Regions from separate parts of the Rattus norvegicus genome. Here region 1 is linked to region 2. The links are chromatin contacts, called in public Hi-C maps. All regions are on one chromosome and are shown on one strand. The core of a region is the stretch at or near the end of the contact, and the rest is flanking DNA. Distances in the headings are between cores, read along the strand shown.

The links. A called contact is a pair of places that touch in the nucleus more often than the background predicts.
Region 1: a contact with region 2 is called in a Hi-C map of mammary epithelial cells, with 3 times the contacts expected there. The contact joins two enhancer-like sites. A contact is called at or near these places in 5 of 12 Hi-C or Micro-C datasets (the A7r5 cell line, the Rat2 cell line, frontal cortex and 2 more).

Annotation. Positions count from the first base shown.
Region 1 is chr14:98,420,644-98,423,433 of GRCr8, reverse strand. The region is part of intron 1 of Spred2 (sprouty-related, EVH1 domain containing 2); the gene reads right to left. Among named protein-coding and RNA genes, the nearest start is that of Trnap-agg79, 41 kb to the left of the region's middle. Within about 2 kb of position 1,478, at least 5 of the 93 cell types and tissues checked have an H3K27ac peak or open chromatin away from gene starts, as enhancers often do.
Region 2 is chr14:98,235,349-98,238,192 of GRCr8, reverse strand. No RefSeq gene overlaps it. Among named protein-coding and RNA genes, the nearest start is that of Spred2, 110 kb to the left of the region's middle. Within about 2 kb of position 1,477, at least 8 of the 93 cell types and tissues checked have an H3K27ac peak or open chromatin away from gene starts, as enhancers often do.

The sequences.
Region 1 (2,790 bases), core at 229-2,728, 190 kb before region 2:
GGCTGCAGACTGTGTGCTCTGCACTCTCAGGCCTATAGCCTTCCAACTTGATTACTCCTACCAAGTGCCTTCCTTCACGGGAGGGCAGGGAGGTAGGGGCTTAAAAGCAGACATGAGCATGCATGACGTCTGGGTATTCATCTGTAATGTCAGGAGCCAACTACTTCCTATCTGTGGCCCACCAAGGTTCCTTGGCCACCCCACACACTGAGCAGGCTTCTACAGTCAACCAGCTGCTCAAAATCCAACAGTACAGAGGGAACTCCCTGACCTTTCTCCTTCCCTTCTTTGTAAAACTAATTCAACAGTGAGTGGTGAGGGGTTTATTATTCAGGGCTGTGCAATAGGAAGGTAAAGGACAGGTCCACTTAAAAATTCTCTCTCTCTCTCTCTCTCTCTCTCTCTCCCTCCCTCTCTCTCTCCTATTTAAAAAAAATCAAACAAAACAAAACAAAACCTCCCCAAACTAGCAAACTTTGGATGTGGCCCCGACATCAACTGAATGAAGCCCAGGTCAGAATGTGAACTAACCTGAAGAGCCAATGTCATTACCAATAAATGACATTAGGTGACAACCACTTGAGCCAAACTGGCTGGACTGGGGACCTTTTCATTTAAATGTGCTTTCTTCAAGGAAAAGCACTTTTTGGTCCCTAACATGGCTGACTAATTTGTCCTATAACCACTCAAAATCAAAAGGAGGCAGGTAAGATCCTACGGCAGGGTCAGAATGCTGGGACTTCCTTTTCCTTAATGCGTAACCTGAATGAAGGGTCACAGGTTACACATGCAGGTTACACATGAAGATGTATTTGCACGTGCATACAGGTAGACGTAATCGCACGGAAAGTAATTCCAAAACTGCGGTGACATTTTCATTCAACTCGAAGCAGGCCGCATCCCAGAAGTAAACCGAGGAACTGAGGGAAGCTGTGGAGAGCCTCCATGTTCCCCATCTTATGGAGGATGTGTGCTCCTGACTGCCCTGCTCAGCCCTGGCCCACCTCCTCGGCTGCCGAGAACATTTCATTGTGATTTTCATTTTCTTTACAAAAGGAAGGCAGAGTCTACCCTGAAGTAAGGCACGATGAAGGCCACTTGTCAGAGACTCTGTGGCTTGTTTTTGCTGGCAGGCTGACTTTAATACCAAAGGTGTGTCCCTAAACCACAGCACTCCTGCACCCTGAAGAGTAAGTCTGCAGAGGGAAGGCTCTGCCGGCTGCCAGGCACCTGAGGGGACAGCGTAGTGGGTGCAGCCTCAGCAGCAGACAAGGTCATAAAACCCGGGATGGATGGCGCTGCAGGCTCACCTGCAGAGGAAAGGGTTCTGTCTGCCATCTGTGACTCTCTGCCTCCCTCCCCCACCTCCTTCAGGGAGGGAGCCAATTTCATAGCACCATAAATCCTTCCCAGCACACCCCACGGCTGGCGGGCGGCTCTTATCGGATCACATGGCTTCTTTATCTCTCCATCATGCCTAACGTCGGGTTTGCTTCCTTCCAGGCTCTCCACCACTCCACCAGACCTAGAGAGGGATTAGCTAGGTCCCAGGTCCTCTTGCTTGAATTCCTGCTTCCTGAGCTTCTCCTGGAGCTCAGCACACACTCGCTTCATTTTACTCACGCACCCGTGCCCCAGGCCTCTTGGTGCCTACAGGTTTATAAAGGTGCTTAGATTTCACCAAATTGCCCATATATGTGTGTGCTGTGTTCTGCGCCTAGCGAGCTCTGTAAAATCAACCATCGACATGCCATGGCAAGGTCAAACATGTTGAGAAGCCGAAGGTGCTGGTCACAGTCCACTCCTGTCGCTTTTTCAAGCGCTCCTCTTGAGCCACAATTACTTAAAACGTCATAAACGATGACTGCCTTGGTTTAAAAATAAATCATGTATTCTGAACTCGATGGGCTAGAACAGTTACCCGTGTGGTTTTCTGAATGGTAGTTATGGGGTATTCTGCGGCATCCAAGGGAGAGAACATTTGCTCTGCATGCTTAAATGCATAGGAAATAAGGCTTTCGGAGTCATTCCTTTAAGTGGGTACTACATGTCTGGTTGGTAGCTCATTATGGAAAACAGCTTTAACGAAAACCTCCTGTTGGATAGAAGATTTAGTTGCAAAGACACCATTTCTGGCAGGGGGCCCCCGTCTGGGAGGGCAGTTGTCACTCTTCTCTCAGAAGCTGCTGTGAAGCATTCGGGTCCCTTTCTCAACACTAACCCTTTGGCTTCACAAGAAAAATGGTGTTCCGAATGCCGGCAGATCACTTCAGAAAAAGGCTTGCCCGGAGATATTTCTGATCAGTGAGGCCGACCACAAAAAGGAACTCAAGAGTCATCTATGAAATTGCCCTTCCCCGGTGTCTGGGAATAAAAGGTCTGTGCACTTGAGCGGCCCAGTCTTTCAGCTGGGACTCAGTGCCGAGGCACAGAGCCATTCTGAGAAAAAGCAGGCCTCTTGCCCACTTCACTGCGTCCATCCCTCGGTTTCCAACCCCACTCCTGGTAACGGGTGCCTTGCAGAGCTTCTGACTCACCACCGTACGGTTCTACCACAAGGCTGACAGCTTTTATCCTCAGTGTCTTTCTTATTTAATCATACAGGGTAAGTTTTCAGAAATAGAGCCCCCAAATATAAAATGGCATCTAAAATATGGTAACAAATATAAAGCGGAATCTAAAATACCAAGAACTCTGACTTTCACCCAAGCAATTAGGCCAAGAGGTCCTGCTTACACTGTAGGAACCCCACCCCCCTCTGGGGTGCAGAGTTCCATCCTTTTGCTCTGA
Region 2 (2,844 bases), core at 228-2,727:
TCAAATTCTAGCACCCACATAGCAGCTTATAACTGTCTGTAACTCCAAGATCTGACACTCTCACACAGACACGCATGGAGGGAAAGCACCAACATACATAAAATAAAGGTAAATACAAATTTTAAAAAGAGAAAAAAAACTGGGCTGGAGAGATGGCTCAGTGGTTAAGAGTACCCGACTGCTCTTCCAGAGGTCCTGAGTTCAATTCCCAGCAACCACATGGTGGCTCACAAACATCTGTAAGGAGACCCGATGCCCTCTTCTGGTGTGTCTGAAGACAGCTACAGTGTACTTATATATAATAAATGAATAAATAAATCTTTAAAAAAAAAAAAGAGAAAAAAACTAAAAACAAACCAAGCATCGTCGCCAACAACCTCGCCCCCAACACACACACACACACACACACACACACACACACACACACACACCAGAAAACCAAGACAGCAAAGATCTGAAAGTCTTCTCATGTTTGCCAAAGTTCTACTGTGTTAAAACATGTTGCCAAAAATCCCAGGGTCCTCCAGAATCTTTGTTCACTAGAATTCTGCAAATACTGGGTTTTTGCGTTTGAGAGCCAGCGCCACAAGACAGGCGTGCTGGCTCCCTCTCGTGGACATCAGGGAGAAGACACGGGAAGAAAAGTGTAAACTCCCGAAGCTGAACTTTACAGACCCAAGCAATGTGGTCTGTACAGCAGAGTCTGAGGAAGTGTCGCATTTTGCCGGATAAGGTAAAAAGTCCACTGGAGGGTGGTTGTAAGATGCATAACCAACGGAATGTGCAGGTAAGGAACCAACAAGCATCAGCCACTTGTTCAGCTCAACCACAGTAAACGTTCCTGTGAGGGGACATTCCGAAAACCAAACCCCATAGGGATCTTTCTTCTCCCTCTGTCGTCTCACAATTGGAAGATGCAAAGGCCAGGGCCAGAGTTCCCCGGACCGGGGATCCCCAGTAGAGCCTGGCCCCACCTTAGAATCCCGGGGTTGCCAGAGCAGGGCCATGGGACCCCGTGGTGTCTCGGGCTCATTTCCTGTCAGGTGTTCATTCCACTTAAGCCATCCACCAGCCCCAGAGGGTTTCCAGGCCTCTCTCTGCCAAATCGAAGTGGCTGTGTACTCAGGGACATTGGTTGCGGCTTCAGGCCTTTTCTCTCAGATGCTTGAGGCCCACGGAGCTGTGCTCTGCAGGACTAGTGATGACGTCACCAGAGAGGTGCAGCGTGTTTTTGTCTGTTTGTCTGTTTTTTGCTCACCCATCTGACATTCTCTTTTGTGGTCTCTAGGTTGTTTTTGTTTTAGTTTTCTTTGCAATACCTGGTCTCAAGTAGTCCAGGGTGGTCTCAAACTGGGTGGGTAGTTGAAGATGACCTTGACCTGACCCTACTACCTGTAGCTTTTGAGTGCTGGATTTACGGGTGTGTGCTACGACTGGGTCATGCTCCTTTGTTTTGACGGTAAAGAGGCAGAACCATTTCTAAATACTGGGACAGCTCCTGATGGCCACACTCGTGAGTCTCGGAGGTCCAACTGCCTCCCGTAGTGTGGGAGTCACTTAATCCAGAAAGCTCCTCTTGAGTCGGTCCCCCAGGCACCATGAAGTACCTCTGCCTTGGTTCTGCTAATGCTCTGTGGGAGATGAGACTTTCTAGAGGAAGTGGTACTGTGAGTATGCAGAACGCTCTAGTTCACTGTGAGCAGAGGCCACCCTGCCTGTGTGTTACACCCTGGAGGATGATCAGTCCTTCCCAGCACACTGGTCCAACGGGGAAGGGGGACCTGTGCTCCCCGGTGATGCTTTGGGTATGTCAATCCAGAATGCCTTCTTCCTGAGGCTGTAGGCGCCTTTCCCAGCTTCTCCCTCCCTAAATGCCACCATGGTGCTGGCCTGCGAGCCTCCAGGCAGAGGAGGGCGCTCCTTCGGGGTGGGCGGATGCCAGTGTTGGATCATGCGCACACAGGCGGAGAGGTGCATGAATGCCGGAGAGAAGGAGGTGGCTGAGAGGAGGGCGTTTAGGGGCTAAGCTCCGTGGGCAGGGGAATGGGGAATGAGGAGGTGTGGAGGAAGCCAGATGACCGGCAGGCAGGTTTGAGCAGGTGGAGGGAGAGGCCCTGCTGGAGACTGACTGGCCACCTTTGAAGAAGCTGATACCTGGAGGTCAACTCAGAAACCTCTAGCCTGCAGCCACCTGGAGTCACGTTTTGTTTTTTTACCATTTCATTGGCTCACTTGAGCTCCCGGCCTCCATGTGGCAGCTGTGTCTTGGATCCCCTGCTTGACCCTGGGGCTTCAGAGAAAGCTTCCCACATGATGAAATTCTGGGCTGAGTTTCAAGAATGAGAAAGGACAGTCTAGGGAAATACTGCATCCTTCTTAGATGTGGGCAGGAAGGACCCTGTCTGTATGCAGAGGGCAGAGGGCAGAGGGCAGAGGGCAGAGGGCAGAGGGCAGACGGCAGACGGCAGAGGGCAGACGGCGTTCTGCTTGCTCCTCTTGGATGTCTGCAGAACAGCGAGCAGGTGGGCGTATCCCAGGCCCGCTCTGCATCTGCCCGCCCACAGTTGTCAGTGAAGCCCGGGAGCTTGAGGACTGGTGCCTTGAGTGAGAATGGTGAGAAGGAAGGACAGTAGTTGCAAACGTCATGTGGTCATCAGAGAGACCCTGAGTGTTCAGAGCCCTGCAGCTCCTAACATTACAAGGGACATCCCGTGCCAGCAATTTCAGTGGATAATGAGGCAGGCCTGTCAGTAGGGGCCGGAGGGAGTGGGCGATCAGAAGCAGGAAGCAGAGCGCCAAGGCAACCAAGGTGAGATCAACTTCCAACAGCAGGCTTAAAACAAA